Linked DNA regions of Zea mays: region 2 is linked to region 1. The links are chromatin contacts, called in public Hi-C maps. All regions are on one chromosome and are shown on one strand. The core of a region is the stretch at or near the end of the contact, and the rest is flanking DNA. Distances in the headings are between cores, read along the strand shown.

Region 1 (5,106 bases), core at 1,374-3,873:
GTATCTTGGTAACTAATTAACAAACACATGTACAATAAAATGACTTACATGTTTCTTAAGAAGTGCAGGCAAAACACGGTTCAAGTAACACCGCTCAGTACATTTTCGGGGAACACGCATTCTGTGAGGAGCCCGAAGTTTACCTCCTATATGTGGAAGCTCTTTCACAATCTTTACATCCTTTGATAGAGATGAGATGAACCAGTCGGCGTAAAAAATATCCGAAAAATTGCTGCGGGAAAAGTTATATTAAGTACAACCCAAATGCATTAAAGTCATCTTAGAAAAACAGGAAGCCTTAGAAGATTCTGGCATAGAAGTGATTTGCGCTCCAAATTAACCTTGAATCTTTCCAGAAGGATGCTTGGTCTAGTTTGGGAACAACAAGTGTGGCATTTAAAATGCGTGCAGCAACAACAGCATCGATTATCTGAAAGAGCAATACACATGTTAATTAGGTCTATAAAGATAACAACAAGGCATATAAGTATTACAATTATCACTAAAGCATAAAAAAACTCATGTGGACTCTTATAAGAACGTGGTAGTAAATTGAGAGGCAGGTCTCAAATTTCAAGGCTTCAACATGTCCCCAGGCACTGGTCAGGACTCAAAAGGATTGACACTATACTTCTAAGCAACAATATGGATATTATAAGTATCAGCTGGTGATTTCTAATGCAAAAATTAAGGTGAATTACAATGACTACATTGTTCATCAATCATTGCTAGAGTTAAGATGAGTGGTAAGTGTACTGCATTGATTAGTGTTCATTTAATAAGGGGTAGACATGAAAGAATGAAGCAAACAGATGCACTGAAGTTACCATTGATTTATATTTGGTGTTGGGACAAGGCTAGATGGAGTTATATTTGGGATAGGAAGGAGTACGTTCTAAGTTAAAGAGTACATAATCCATAAAAGGATATGATCCAAGTTTGCACTGTTAATTCTGTTTATGGATATGGGCCATGACATATTCATATTGGCGTAATGTGTTGCCTGAAAAAAAAACATCCTTCCAAACTTTATGAACAAAAGAAAGCTGGCAGACCATAAAAAGATACAAAACATTAGCTTCTTTGTGCATTAGATGAATCTAGTATTAGTTTAGCCACTTGACAATATATTTGCTGCATTACTTCAGAGTCTAGATACCCAGGGAGATATCGGAAAAGAATCCTAGAATATGGAGCAGATTCTTGTACAAACTCAAAGAGTTTCAAGGGTTTACTGTAATAGAGGACAATGAAACTATAAAGTAGTGCATAAACATGTATAACAAGGTTGTACCACATGCTTTGTCCTACACTCCTGTCAATCCATGTGCATATTATTTATGGGAAACAAACAATTAGAATACACTTACCCCTGTTCTCTGTTGATTCAGGCCTCCACTTGTAACAATCATCAAATAGCGCTCTGGTTGGGTAGTAATATTTGAGTCTACACAATTTTGAAACAAAAACTGCTTCAGGTAAAATTTAACAAAAGATGCAGTCAAAACTATTTCCCGAATCTCAAAAGCATTAATTACAACTAAACACCTAGCATTTGTAGCCTTGTAGAACTGTGGAACAAATAAAATTGTCCAATGCAGTTTCACCAAATTTCTACCAACAGTGGATTTTAAAAAGTTTGCCTACCAAGAAACCTGCTGCTTGAGTTGCTGCACCCATAAAATTTGCTAGCAAGCTTTGAACCCCAAAGGTCATCCCTGACGGCCGAACCATTCGTCTACATTTTAAAGTTGTAATAAACTCATCAATTATAAAAATAAAATTAAATTTCACATGCCTTAGGAAAGCAACCAAATCATGATGCAGGAACTCTGAAGATAAAGGGCATGCATATCGAAATAATTTTATGGCAACATAAATAAAATCCAGTTAAGCTCAAACATGTATTAGAGGAAGCGAATTTCACTCGTCTAGAACCAAAATAACAAGAAAAACCAATAGCTTGTCACAGTCTAATTTGCTGAAAAATGGCACATGATGTGGCACCCAATTCATTTACCTACAAATCAAAAGGGTAATCCAGAGTGTTGAACTCACAACTTTACTAATATAAACAGGATAAAGGCTAGTGAGATCTGCTGCACTCGGTCTAACCGGAAAAGGGCATACTTACCGGAGCACGGGAAATCTCGCGGCGCTCGAACTCCTCCATGCTACCGGCGCCGGAGCTGTTCAGCTGAGCGAGCGAGAGCATAAAGCAAGATAGGTTAGATCGAGAGATGTGAAGGGAAAAAAAAAGCAGAGGCGGCTAGGTTACTAGTGCGATGCGATACCAAGGTATGGGCCGAGCGGCGGCGGCGGGAGGAAGCGAGCACGGGGTGGTCTGCGAGCGGCGGCGGGGAGACGTAGAGCAGCGCGACGGCGGCGAGGAGGAAGAGCAGGAGCGCTGCCGCCGGCAGTGCGGCGCGGCGCGGGCAACGGTAGTTGCCGCTGCGCCGCCGTGACTGGACCATATCCCACGGCCAGAGGGCGAAGCTGCGAAGAAGCGCCGCGGCGACGGCGCTGGTGAGGTGGTCCTGGAGGCGGCGGTGGCGGCATGGGAGGCCGGCCCGCCTCTAGATCAGTAGATTTTTGAACTCTAGAGGAAAGGATGGTGGTACTACAGCATACATCACTGTACGGCGGGTGTGTAAACAAAAAAGTTAAAACACGGGTTCTCTGTTCGTCCTTTTTCCTTCGGAATCCAGAAAAAAAACATTTTGTTACGAGAACCTATCCATGATCAAATTATGCGCTTCTTTTGGGAACACCGAAACCGGACGGGCGGTCCACCGATAAAAAAACACGTCCAGCTGCCCGTTTGGAAGGGTTACGTACAGGTTTCCTTACACCACGTTTGATAGAGATAGGGCTCCACTTCTTGGATCGTCTTCGCCTCTGCTTAATCTGTGAACGCCCTCACCCACCACCATCACCTGCCTCAGTGCCGTCACCCGCAGTCATCCGCACGCTACCCCGCCTAGCACATCACTGAGCACCACAACATCTCGAAGCATCACGCCACATCTTGGAGAATCTTATAGATCCACGCTCAACGCCGTATCTGGGGTGGGGAAGGTGCGGCCGCACCAGGCCCCAAAAAACGGAGGGACACCTAGCCAATAGAAGCTAGCACTTTTTTCTATTAAATCTATCTATTCTAGACATAAATATGTAAAGACCGATTGCGCTATCGACCAGTCTCATTTAGATTATTAAGTTAATGTCTCAATTACTTATCGAATACTCTATCTGTTTCAAAATAGTATTTTGTTTTAACTCTTGATTTTTATGTTTATATTCAACTAGATGATGATGAATTCACTAAAGAAGCAAAACAAATTTTATTTTGATATAGAGATAGTACTATTTACTATACATATGATGATTGCATCGGCAGAGAGGAGCTTTTAAAAATTGAAATATTTTTGTGAACTATTTATGGCCAACAATAACTCAAGAGATGTTAAATGGCTTGGTGATTCTATATATCGAAAAAAATTGTTGGATGAGATTGATCTCAATGATATAAACGATGACTTTGTATCATAAAATGTTAGAAGATATTATTAATGATATCAGATAACAAGTAAGTGTTTTTTTACTATATTTTACATTTGTTATCTTATAAACTTCAAAACAGTGCATAATAATTTTATACGTCAAATATTTGATAATATTTGTATAATTATATATATTTGTGTGTGGATGGGGTATCCATATCGGATTTCACACTAGGCCCCTGAAAAGTCAGGAACGGCCTTGTCCACACTTGGATGGATTGGATTCTACTCTTATCATCATCGCTCGTCTACTTCTCGTCCTAGATCCATACTCGGTGCCGCGCTCTGCAAGTGGAGAAGACCAACAACTAGCGGACGGTGAGTCCTTGTCCGTCTCGTTTCGTTTCTTGTTTTTTCTACCATCCCATATTCACACTCTTGTGTTTTTTTCTAGATTTTTCTAGTTTTATTCTCAGTTATTTTTTCACAAGGGATATAAACTAATCATATTATTTTTTTGTTTTATTTTTTCTTAGTGCTTCATGAGGAGGATGTTGTGACCAGGAGAAGCAGTTGATGTCTGACGTTGATAAGGCATATTCTGGCCTCTATAGTAGATAGGGCAACACTAGACTGTTTTCGAGAAGACCATGAAACCAACAAAATCCTCAAAAACTGACAAGTCCCAGAAGTAGACTTGCGCTCCAAACGGCAACCCGCAAAATCAGCATCACAGTAACCACACAAATACAGAACAGACCATGAGGAATACTACAAACCAAACTCAGGAGTGAAACGTAGGTACCTCATAATCCGCTTCACAACCTTTTGTGAGATGTGCGTGGGGAAGTCTAGAAACGAACGCACAGACACACTGCAAAGTGTATGTCCAGCCTCGTCACAGTCAAGTACATGAGAGAGTCAATCAAGATCATGTACTCCTTCTGGTCCACGGGTTCGTCGTCCTCATCAGTGTCAAGCGTCGATGAGGTGGACATAGGTGTTGAAAGAGGCTTGCCCTCGTCCATGTCAAACTTCTTCAGGACGTCCTTTGTATACTTGTCTTGATGCACAAAGGTGTCATTTTGGGTCTGCTTGATTTGCAGCCCAAGAAAGAAGTTCATCTCGCCCATCATGCTCATCTCAAATTCCCTGCTCATAAGATCTAAAAATCTAGACACAAGAGCATGAGAAGAACCACCAAAGATGATATCATCCACGTAAATCTGGACTAAGAGGGTGTCATTATCATGCTTGAGGAGAAAAAGAGTTTTGTCCACAGAGCCCATTTTAAAACCCTTCGAAAGTAGAAAAGATTTCAAACGCTCATACCAGGCTCTAGGGGCTTGTTTCAAACCATACAAAGCTTTTTGGAGTTTAAAGACATAGTTAGGAAACTTGCAACTCTAAAAACTAGGGGGTTGTCTCACATACACCTCTTCCTCTATATACCCATTTAAGAAGGCACTTTTGACATCCATTTGAAAAAGCTTGAAACCCTTTAAAGCAGCAAAGGCTAAAAGGATCCTAATGGCCTCTAAACGGGCAACAGGGGCATAGGTTTCCTCATAATCAATTCCCTCTTTTTGGCAATACACTTGGG
Region 2 (5,488 bases), core at 1,623-4,122, 570 kb after region 1:
ATTTGAGGTTGAAATTAATTCAGATGCTCCTTGTGTAAAATTATCAAAAGTAAGGGTAAAAGGGCACTTTATACTATAGCTCTAATTTAGGTGAGGTCTCTGCACTAAATTTTATTTTTCTCAAGATTCATAGGTGATATTAGGCCTCTGTGTTAAAAATCACAGAAAAAGACCTACTGGATATTTAGCTGTGATTTTCTAAAGTTTAATGCCAAAAAGTACTTATAACTAACTTGTCATTTGAAAAATATCAAACAACAAAACTCATATTTTTCCTATATTCATAATAACAAAATATTAGTTATCCCAAGGTTTGGGGGTGTTTTCTCCTCAGGATTATTTTTCTAAGATTTTCCTAAGTTTTCATTGTTTGCATAAAATAAAATATATCTCATTTCTTTTGTACTAAACAAAGGTCTAATAAAATTTTCCAGTGAACTCTATTAAATAAGTGAGCTAACAAAAATGTGGTTGCTCCCTGGTTCTCATTTTCAACTCCCTTTTCTATTTTCTTTAACTTTGGGCTAAAATGATTTTAAATGATAAAACCTACCTTAATTTGGTGTACTTAGGGGTTTACTATTTTTAAACAGATTAAGGAGTGATTAAGTACTTCTCTGATTTTTCTTAACCCCAGTCTAGCAGTGTAACTATTTTCCCCTATATTATTTAGCTTTTGGCCAGAGCACTATTTAATTCAAAACTCTAAATTCTTCTACAACACTTAGAGGGTTTTGTATTTTTCCTAAAGAGTTTACTTTATTGAGAATCTGGCAAAATTGGTTTGACTAAATTTGGTCGAATAAAACTGAAGTTATGAATTTTACAAGCTCTGTTTGTATTTAAATTAGAAATATTAAAAAGGTTTTCTGGAAAACTGGTTTACACCGAGGACCCTGGGCGTTTTCTAAACCAATCTTTTAACTTATACCCCTGCGCTACTATTCATTTGAGTCGCTGACATTTCAAAAACTCCCCTGACTTCTATTCCTTCTTCCCCGAGGTCCCTCCCCCCTTTTGAACAGTACCCGCGAAAGGAAAAAGGGCGGCGCGGCTTACCGGCGGTGAGGGAGGTCCGGTGAAGGGTGGGGTTGGCTTCGAGAGGTCCTTGCGGTCACAACGAGGTATGGCTCGACGACGGTGATGGCCGGAATCGACCGGTCCACATGCGCAGGCAGGCGAGCTCATCGGCGGCGGTTGCTCCGGCCTATCCACAGCGATACAGGTCAATCCAAGGGCATGGGGAGCTTCACGGGGTGCCAATGAGTCGACCCGTGCAAGGAATCGAAGAATAACTCACCGTGGAGCTCGGTCTACGTTCGTCGGCGGTCGGGTGAAGTCCGGTGAACTTAATCTGGCGTCTTCGGCGAGGCAAAGCTCGATCCCTCGCTCTGGGGGGCTTCACCGAGGCACGTAGAGTCTCTCTCGAGGGTTGGACGGGGTTGGGAATGGCTCTACTGGCCGGTCTACGGCGGCGAGTGCTCGGGCGGCCGGTGCCACGTCGTGTACAGGGCAACTCCGGCGATCTCTTGCTCCGGTGAGGTCGAGAGCACGCGGGGGCATACGACTGAAGCCCTGGCTGGCTTTATAGGCGCGGGCGCGGGCAGGGGACACGGGCGTGGCTTGGCGCGGCGCGGGGCGCGCGGGGTCGGGTGCTGGGCGTGCTCTGGCGCGTTCAGGGCGCGTCGAACACGTGGAGGTGTTCTTCTGCCCATGTTCAAAAGCTTGCCGAGATCGCAAACGTGCGAATCTTGGCAAAAATCCGGTGCAGGCCTCCTCCTGGCACCTAGGTCTGTCTCTTGTATGTGAGTTCCAATGGCAGATATGCCCTAGGTAGGGAGATTTGCGGATGCCAAATCTGGCTTGTCTCCCAGTCCACTCCGCGACAAAAGTGATGCCAAATCAAGTCAAACGAATTTGGCTCGTGTTCAAATTTTTCCAGTGGGTCTCTTAGGTGGTTTGGCACCTTTTTGGTATTTAGACCAAGTGGTTTTGGCGTCATTTACTAAGTGAACACATCTTATCTTTAGATTAGGGTTAAATTTTGACTTAGAGAAGATTAGAGAGCTCTAGTGTGCTCTCTACTTAAGGAGTGGATTTGGGGTCTTTAAGGGGTCTTTTTGTAATGTTTCCCCTCTGCATTTTGTAGGTTATAATGTTACTTAAACTTTGGTTAAGGATTAAAATCAAGATTTGGCAACTTGATTAACTTATCCACTGATCCCTTGCTTGGAAGTTTAGTGCCCTTAGGGGTCTTAGGGTTTTAACCTACTTGGCTCAAGATGACAATTGTTCAAAATGTTTGGGTAAAGCTTTTGTCATTATCATTTCTTAGCTAACCCATGTTTTCAAGGTTTTAGGTGCTCCTTCTCCTCTAATTAACCACATGTGATAACAAGTCATCAGTGCCTATATGAAGCTGGTGCCTGGGTAACACTTGAGGTGTTACATCTGGATCCGTTACAAATCGTTTCCCGAGCTAATTCCGTGGCTTTAGATAACAAATCTTGCAAAAAAACTCGAAACCCTAACTGATTCTGCGCACGTGCGGACCGTCCGCGCCACTATCGTGGACCGTTCGAACCGCGGACCGTCTGGCCCCACAGCTCTTTTGTGTGCTCAACAGATAGATTATATAATGTTATAGATTATAGATTCACTCTATTCTATAGCGCAAAATAGTGTCACGACGATATGCAGTTAAGCATGTACGAGCCGCGCAAAGCCGATTTGAGCTTCCTTGAACGCAAGCCTGTTCCATGCATCCGCCCAAATTCTGTCTGGCCCGTTCACCATTTCTCGTTCAGAGTTGAGACATCAGAGAAGGGCCACAGCACAGAGAGAGTCAGTCTAAAAAAGGCATAGAGAGCCTCCCTGCCAGTGCCGGACTGCCAGTGTACTGTGACTGCGAGGGATCACCTCCGACTCCGACTCAGATCCAACCCCGACCGATGCGAGCGCCGGCGATGCACCGCTGGGCCGCGGCGGCGCTCGCAGCGTTCCTCGTTGCCTTGCCGGCTGCCGCCTTCTACCTCCCTGGCGTGGCGCCCAATGACTTCCACAAAGTCAGTTCCCTTCACTCATTCCCATCTTCCTCGTAACGTAATGGTTCTCCCCACCCTTTCTCGTTGGATCTCGACGGCCAGATCCATAGTTTGGTGTCTATCGAGTTGGATGCGAGCGGTGGTGTTTGGGATCTCAGGGTTCTGCAGCTCTCGCTCGCTCCCTTACTCTTCTCTTACTAGTCTTGTGTCGTTTCGGGTGGCACACGCTGTTCACTCACCTAACATGATAATACGTTGGCGCTTCTGTGCGCACTGGTGTAATCTGACGAATTGCGTGCCTGTCGTTTCATTTCTGCACGGTGCTGCTTAGTGCTAATGACGTACCACCACTTCAGTTGCTCCCTGACATTTGATCGGGGTGCACATGGAATTCTTCACCACTGGCATTCACTTTTGGCTAGGTCCCTTGCTTCAAATCTCAATGACGAGGCAACAACTTTTCCCCCTATAAATAACTGAAAACTATAGTTGATCTAGTGTCTGTATTCGTGTACTTGAAACTTTAAATAAGAAAATTGTGCGGTGAGTATGCCAGAGTCTGTGCCCAGATGTGTTTAAAATCTGCAGATCACACAACAGTCTGCACCCAGATACACTCAAATCTGTACTCACTCGTATTCAAGATATGCAGTTTTTCAAATTTTTGTACATACAGTAAATGCTCCACTTGATCTCAGAAGGTGAATTTCATATGTTTCATTGTATACATGATACTTATAGTTCGAACTTGGCAGCTGCAGGTGATGTTTTCTTTAACAATAAGCCATTGTATACCAAACCATTTTTTTCACTTCTGTTTCCATTGTTCCTTGTTGCCTGGTGTAACATGTGGATCTACACTTGTGTGTTACCGTCATGGCGACAACTAATATGCAACCAGGCATTATGTGCAAGCGTGCAAGTGAGCATTCTGTTTCGTTAGATCATGATCCAACTGTAGATATAAATGTGGTTTGTTAGAGGTTTTTTTATAAATCTACGTGAGCTGGTGGTGGAAGAGTTAGTGTTAAATGTAACATATGGTTGAGTCGTGATCTAACGGACCAGAATGCTCACTTGCACATAAGGCCTGATTGCACAATAGTCATTGCCGTACAGTCATATGTTTCTCATGCATCATGCTAATTAATTCACTTCTGCTTCTGATGATGAATTGATGACAACCCATTATTTTAATATCCTTAAGTATGTATGTGTGCTAGTAGTTATGTTTAGAGAAACAAATGTAAAATGGTGTGTGTGTTTCAATCTTTTGAGCTATGGGGAAAATGATTTATCCTTCTTATGATGTTTTGCATTTCCTTCTTAACTTGTAGCCTTTTATTTACTGAAATATGTTTTGCATGTTCTCTAACTGGTTCATAGATAATTTTCTGCAGAAAGATCCACTTTTGGTGAAGGTGAATAAGCTGACATCAACAAAGACACAACTTCCCTACTCGTATTACTCTCTTCCTTTTTGCAAGCCAAACATGATAGTTGACAGTGCAGAGAATCTTGGAGAAGTTCTGCGTGGTGATCGCATTGAGAACTCTCCTTATGTGGTCAGTACTAGATTACTGCTAGTCACATATTCACCTTTGTAATTTGTAATGTATTAAATCACTGAGCTGTTATCTACTTTGTTGTTTCTCGTTTGTGCTATAGTTTGAGATGGGGGAGCCCAAGATGTGCCAGATTATTTGCAAAACAAAAATTGATGATAAACAAACAAAGGAGCTCAAGGAAAAGATAGAGGATGAGTATCGGGTGAACATGTAAGGATTTTATACGTGGCACTGTAATTTTGATTGCATGAAAAAGGCTGTAGTTACATGATGAATTTTCTTCACAGGATTCTTGACAACCTCCCACTAGTTGTTTCTATTGCAAGGCAGGATAGGGGTGCTACTGTTTACCAGGCTGGGTGTCAAGGGCCAATATGCTGGTGTAAGTTCGTGTGCTCAGCTGGTGTTTTACTTTTAACAGTGTGTAGGTCTCCTTTTTTTTTCTCTTGAGAGGGTGTAGCTATCTTATTATAAAATATATATGTTACAGAACAAGGATGAGAAATCCTTTATCCACAACCACTTGACATTTTTAGTGAAATACCACAAGGATGAAACTACAGATCTCTCTAGAATTGTTGGATTTGAGGTCAAGCCATTCAGGTTTGTTTTAGTTATGTTTGCCATATTTATTGGTATGATGTCTTTTACACGCTGACACTATCTTGTTCACTCACTTATACACCTTCGTTAAATTTCTTGTGCCAGTATCAACCACCAGTTTGAAGGGCCGTGGAATGATAAAACCACTCGTTTAATCACATGTGACCCTCATGCCAGCAAGCTTGTGGTAAACTCAGATACTCCTCAGGAGGTTGAAGCTGGAAAGGAAATCATATTTACCTATGATGTGGGCTTCGAGGTGATATTTCTCAC

Evidence for each region. A called contact is a pair of places that touch in the nucleus more often than the background predicts.
Region 2: a contact with region 1 is called in a Hi-C map of ear, with 3 times the contacts expected there. The contact joins the enhancer-like site here to the promoter of LOC100281703 in region 1. A contact is called at or near these places in 3 of 25 Hi-C or Micro-C datasets (ear, endosperm and tassel).

Annotation. Positions count from the first base shown.
Region 1 is chr4:92,046,189-92,051,294 of Zm-B73-REFERENCE-NAM-5.0, forward strand. LOC100281703 reads right to left here and starts at 2,624. Exons shown (of 9, transcript NM_001154623.2): 1 at 2,295-2,624; 2 at 2,135-2,197; 3 at 1,648-1,738; 4 at 1,371-1,447; 5 at 342-430; 6 at 49-232. The coding sequence starts at 2,474.
Region 2 is chr4:92,619,714-92,625,201 of Zm-B73-REFERENCE-NAM-5.0, forward strand. It overlaps the pseudogene LOC103653512. Among protein-coding and RNA genes, the nearest start is that of LOC100192508, 12 kb to the right of the region's middle. Within about 2 kb of position 2,873, at least 16 of the 20 cell types and tissues checked have an H3K27ac peak or open chromatin away from gene starts, as enhancers often do. A contact at or near this core is called in ear, endosperm and tassel, where this site is marked.